Regions from separate parts of the Zea mays genome. Here region 1 is linked to region 2. The links are chromatin contacts, called in public Hi-C maps. All regions are on one chromosome and are shown on one strand. The core of a region is the stretch at or near the end of the contact, and the rest is flanking DNA. Distances in the headings are between cores, read along the strand shown.

Region 1 (2,932 bases), core at 335-2,834, 560 kb before region 2:
CCAACCTAATAATAACGCAATCGAAGATCAATGTCCCAAAACAAAAAGAAAAGAAGTATAAGTAATTGTTCGGTTATTTAGTGAGATAGGTACCGATAAAATATTTGCATGTGTAAAGTAACTGTGACTGGGCGAGAAGTGGCAGGCAACAAAGTTGAAAGTTAAATTCACAGCAAGGGTGAAGATGTACGGAGCAGAAACCTGAGAACCATCCCAAACTTGTCCCCAATACACACTCCCAAGTGGCCCTTCTCCAATCTTGTTATCGTAATTGAAGCTGTTTGTTGCTGATCGAAGCTCTCTCAATGAGAACACCCACCTCAATGATCCACTTCCTTCATCAGATCTGGAAAGCAAAGCAATTATATACATGATGAGCATGAGCTACTATCAACTGACCTTCCAACCAGTTCCACTGATACAAACCCCCTGTGCCCCTAGAACAATTTTGCCTAATCCGAGCATAGAAAATCGATCTTAAACTTTAGGATGGTTCATCAAACAAGACCAACATGCCAAATTTCCACAATGTTTCATAGTTATTTCCAAAGTTGAGGAACCGAATAAAAATGACATCGTCTGCCACCAAAGTTTAAACCTTTCCCTTGGTCTTGGTGTCACTGAACAAACAACAAAAATCGGAGCGCCCAAATCCCTACTAATTTCACCTCAATGGCATCGCTTGTACAAACAGTAGCTCCGAAACCAAACAACATGTCTACTTTCCACCAAATTGGAGCCCCCAATCAGTTAAATTTTGCACCGCCCTTTAGAATTGGGCAAATTAACATGAACCCAAACAAGAAACGAGCTAATATGAACAAAAACTTGGAACCTTCCAGGTGGCATCCGGCGTGTTCAAAACATCGAAGAAAAAAACGCCGGGAACCGAGCAGCCAGGCGCGCGGAATTCCGTGGTGTCTCCTGACGAACCACCCAAACATCTGTCCACACCAACACCAAGCGCCGCGCTCACACATCGCGGTGGATTTCAGTTTCAGCGAAACCCAGACAAGCCCAGAAACACAAAAGATACAGCAACGCAAGCGGGGAGGCAGGCCAAGGAGCCGGCGACTTACAGGTCCTCCGGGGAGGCGGCCCTGCCGCAGCAGAGGAGCCTGCGGGCGGCCCGCGACAGCCCTCTCCTCACGCTGCCGGCGCGGTGCTTGGAGTCGAGGAGGAACAGTGGGGCGGCTTGGAGCCGAAGACTCTGACTCGGATGGAGTGGTGGGGCTGGCTGGCGTGGTGCCTGGTGGTGGCCGGTGGGGGACTAGGACTAGAATACTAGAGCCTAGAGGACGGTGGAGGGGAGATGCGGGCAGAAACGTGACAACGGAGAACAGCCTCGCAACTGCGCTTTCGGTGTGACCGGTTCGGCTGTTCGTCGCGTTTTTCTGACGATTCCCACGCGCCGACGCCGATTGGGGGACTGGGGTTCGGCAACCCACGCCGCCGCTTGCGGCTTGCCGTGCGGTGCCAACCCTGGAGTGTAGTGGTGGTGTGGTACGCCGTACGCGGAGCAATTCCGATAGGTTTACTTTTCGTGTGGATTGCATACGATAAATGCTTCGGTTTTCCAACCACAGTAGGTTTAGTGATAGGAGATCACGAGATGATCTACATGGAGGAATCTTCTTGCTATTCAAAAATTGAATAGTATGTGTTTGGTTTTTGGAACGGCGTGGATTGAGTCGGAGCCGACCTATTTTTCTGGGTTAAGTCAGATTCGTTCTTTGTTTGGTTTCAGTGACAGATTGAACCTAGTTTCTTGTTTGATTATAGGGTTAAAGTGGGTTGAAGTTGCACCATTTCTTGTTTGTTTCGTGATGATGGATGAATGAGGGATGAACTGGATATGATCACCTTCCTGGTCATATTACCACTCAGGATGATATCTTCAATTCCATAAGATGACAACATTCAAAATAAATGAAACCGACTGTTGACGCCTTTTTGGAGCGCCAAACACTCAACAAGAACTGTGGCGGTGCCCTCTGCACAGGGGCAGACGGTCCGCGCGCAGGGGCCGGACGATCCGCGGCCTGGTGAGAGGCGCTGCGGTGCTCTCTGCACAGGGGCGGACGGTCCGCACGCAGGGGCCGGACGGTCCGCGACCTGATGCAAGGCTAGGGCTCCTGCCTGACGGCCGGACGGTCCGCGCCCTTGGGCCGGACGGTCCGCGCGTACGCAGGGGCGGCGGAAGATCGCCGGCGGCGCCTGGATCTCGCTCCCGGGAGGGACCCCGTCGGGGAGGAGAGATCCTAGGGGTTGTCTAGGCTCGGGCCGGCCGACCTAGACTCCTCTAATCGGCGTAGAGTCGAAGAGAGGCGAAGAATTTGGGGATCGAGAGGCTAAACTAGAACTAGACTAGAACTACTCCTAATTGTACTGAAAATAAATGCGAATAGAAGTTGTATTGATTCGATTGATGATTCCAAATCGGTCGTAGACCTCTCTATTTATAGAGGAGGGAGGCTGGACCCTTTACACAACTGATTCCGAGCTAATTTCACGAATATAGCTAACAACCGTAGCACAAAAATTGGAACCCTAAACTGCTCTGCGCATGCGAGGACCGTCCGGCCCACAGGCGCGGACTGTCCGGACCGCGGACCGTCCGGCCTCAGGGCCGGACCGTCCGCCAGCTCAAAACGGTGCTCAACATATGCCCCCTGCCTTTTGGTGGAGTTGAGCAAACCAAAAGCAACTAACTCGATGTGATTACATCGGTTCTCTTAGGCATCTTGCCACATACTAGGATGGTATTGTTTGAGGAAACGCCCATTCAAAGCCTTAGGCAAATCCTTGCCTTGTAATGTTTGTAGCAAATAGGCGTTGCCAGACAACACTTGTTTTACTTTATAAGGACCCTCCGAGCTTGGCGACCATTTCCCGAACTTCCGGTCTTTATTCCTTAGAGGCAGAATGGTCT
Region 2 (3,088 bases), core at 102-2,601:
AGCAAACAAGCCCTAAATGTTTACTGCTCAATACACATGTGAACCTCACAAGTAATCATCCTCTTCCTCATCGTCACAACTCCAAAACATGTTATCCCCGGTCAATTCAACTCCAAATATGCCATCTGCAATGTCCTCGTCAGCAAACGCAGACATTGTCGTAGCTCCAAGCAAACTGGTTCTAGTTCCAACAATATCGTCAACAACATCATCAAAGTCACCTGCATCCCAATCCCCTATGAACTGCCCATCCCGCTCAGTTCCCTGATCTTCTCGGTACTCTGAAAACGTGCAACTCCTCAGCATCTCCTCATCAACCTCCCCATTCTCAACTCGGTCCCATGGCAACCAAATGTCAGCAACCTTGCCAAGAGCGCGGCAACCGTCGCCCACCACGACCGTCCTCAGGTCGGCAGCGCGTGCATTACGCACCGTATCGGTGAAATCCGAGTCGTCAGAGACGAGCACCAGCCAATCGACGCCACAGGCGACGGAGTGCTTCACCTGACGCTTAAGCGCGTGGTCTGCGGCCTGCGGCTTGTCGGGGACGGTGCGGACGTGGACGCCCGCGCGCCGGAGCTCGGAGGCAAGCCCGTACCCTACCTTGGGGGTGAGGAGCTCCCGCGCGGCATCCTCGTACTTGGTGTTGCCGGTGATGAACCGCTCGCGGAACTTCTGCCGCTTCTTGCCCTTGAGGGAGCGGAGGCGGGAGAGCTTCTTGTTTCGCTCGCGCTCGTGAAGCTGGCGGAAGTGGCGGGTGAGATCGGGGCGGGTAGGGAAGCGCCGGCCACAGACGGAGCAGGAGTAGGGCACGGAAGGGACGACGACCCCCGCGCGCTCGGAGCGGTCGAGGGCGCGGCGGGCGCGGCGCTCGGCGGTGACCCAGCCAGGGAGGTGGGAGAAGGCGTGGCGGTTGGCGAAGGCCGAAATCGAGACGACGCGGCCGAGGAGAGAGGCGGCGCCGATGAGGGCGGTTGCGGCCGGGAACGGCGGCCCGCGCGGGGGCTTGTTGTCGAGATCCCACAGGACCACCACAGTTGGGGACCGCGCCGTCCAAACACCGTCCCGCCCGCGGACCATCTCGACGTCCGCCGATGCGGACGGGTTCTCTGCTTCGGCGGCCGCCGCCGTCGCTGAGGCGCGCCGAGTACGGAGGGAGAGGTGAGGGTGGGAGTGGCGAGTGCGATGGACTCGGAAGGAATGCAAAGGGGCAGTGTTGAGCGGGAGGTGGAGGTGGAGGAAGGAGAGGACATGGGGCATGGTTGCGGTGGCGCTGGGCTGGAAGAGCCACCCTTGGGGACTGGGGAGCCAGCGCTCGGATTTGGCTAGCGAGTGTGCTGATTGTGGGAGTGAAAATTGAAGAAAGAAGACGACGGACCCTTCATTGGAGAAAACAGGATAATCTTTTTTATTTCTTTTTTCAGCAAGTATGTTTTTGCGAGAGATGCTGCGTTTCCATCTAAGAATAATAATTCTTCAACCTTCGTAAAGAAAAACAAAGGGAAATTAGTAAATTATGGTTGGTATATAAAGTTATTGGTAAAGAAAACAAGGGAAAATTAGAGAAATATTCTCCCCGTCCCAAAATATATTTCCTTCTAGCCTATTTTTCTGTTCACGTCATTCAAACGATAGTGAATATAGACATACATGGGTACCTCATTTATAGGTTGCTTAATAAATATGTAATTAGTCTAAAATAAATTATATTTTTTGGATAGAGGGAGTAGTTAGAAACTTATGAGTTTTATAGAGGGTGTTTGGATACCATAACCATTACTCTAGTTTTTTATGCAACTGAGGCCAAACATTGAGTTCATAATATGGTCTAATTGAGATGCTTAGAGCTCATTATCTGTAATACCCAGAATTGTAATTCATAAGAAGTAATGACCTTGTGTGTGTTGACTAGACGTACTATCGCATGTGAATAAACTTCATCCAAAAAGGGATTAAATAACCAAAGACACCTAGACAAATCATGCATCATGCCAAGTTTTATTTGATTGCGCATTTGTAAATAATAAAATAAATGTTTCATTAACAAAGTATTAATGGCTCCATAGAATTTAACCCCTAATTGGAAAACAAATCCCTAAAGATTTGAGGAAAAAGGAGAAAAGAGAAATGATACGAAAATAAATAAATAATATGTATGTAATTATATTTCTAAAAATTGGTATTTTTAAAGTCACAATATAATCTGAGGATAAAGTTTGCACAAAGTTTAAATTTAAACTCAAATTGGATCTGAAAATAGAGAAAAAGGAAAAAGGAAAAAAACAAAAGGAAAACTGTGCTCTTGGGCCGCCACGCCTGATTTCGGCCCAGACTGCGGTCGCGGGCGCCGACAGGCGGGCACGCGCCGTCAGCCCCTCACGCGCGCGTGGGTGTGCTGACTTGAGGACCCCACTGCGCGGACTCGTCTCTCGCGCGCTCGTCCTCACTGCGTGTGGACCCGTTCGTCCACCGTCATGCTTCCGTCCATCGTCATCGCGCAAGAAGCGCCGCGCCGACCGGGTCACGACCCTCCCCTTCGCGCGGCTCCCCAGATTTGCGCCAACCGAATGCTGGGCGCCTCGATTTAAGGCCCGGCCGCCGCTTCCCCGCTCTGTATCTCGAGCCATAGCAGCGCCGCGGTGATAGTTCTCTATCGTACTCGCCGAGAGAGAGAGAGAAGGGAGACAGGAAAGCACTAGCGCGTGTGCTTGGGACCGTGGGTGGCGGTCTTCGGGCGGGAAACCATCTGCGTTCAGCCGGGGCGGACGAATTGGCTGGTCGACGGTGCAGTCCCGGTGAAGCTCGCGTCGCGTGGCGAAGGCTTCGCGTCGTCTTCGTGCGGCCTCGTCTGTACCGCGCACTGGTAAGCCCCCTTTTCCTCTGCGTTAATTTGGGTGTGGGCGTGGCAGTCATGGTCGGGGGGACCGGCGTTCCGCCATGGGGCACCTCGATCGAGTCCTGGCCAGCACAGGTGGTTCAACGGGAGAGAGAAAGTGTACTGGGTGGCCGGCGCACGTGCCTGGGAGGCTGGAGGAGGAAGAAGGATGGAGGATCGTCGATCTCATCTTCAACGGTTTGGATTAGATCT

What was found. Hi-C and Micro-C count contacts between places; a contact is called where the count stands out from the background.
Region 1: a Hi-C map of ear shows a contact between it and region 2, with 3 times the contacts expected there. The contact joins the promoter of LOC100216997 here to the promoter of LOC100284277 in region 2. A contact is called at or near these places in 2 of 25 Hi-C or Micro-C datasets (ear and tassel).

What each region holds. Positions count from the first base shown.
Region 1 is chr6:89,614,571-89,617,502 of Zm-B73-REFERENCE-NAM-5.0, reverse strand. It overlaps LOC100216997 (putative protein kinase superfamily protein), which reads right to left and starts at 1,584. Exons shown (of 4, transcript NM_001348786.1): 1 at 1,080-1,584; 2 at 202-346. LOC109940459 reads right to left here. Exons shown (of 1, transcript XM_020539990.1): 1 at 2,781-2,932. The coding sequence ends at 2,781.
Region 2 is chr6:89,056,697-89,059,784 of Zm-B73-REFERENCE-NAM-5.0, reverse strand. It overlaps LOC100284277 (zinc finger, C2H2 type family protein), which reads right to left and starts at 1,351. Exons shown (of 1, transcript NM_001157172.2): 1 at 1-1,351. The coding sequence starts at 1,260. The coding sequence ends at 46.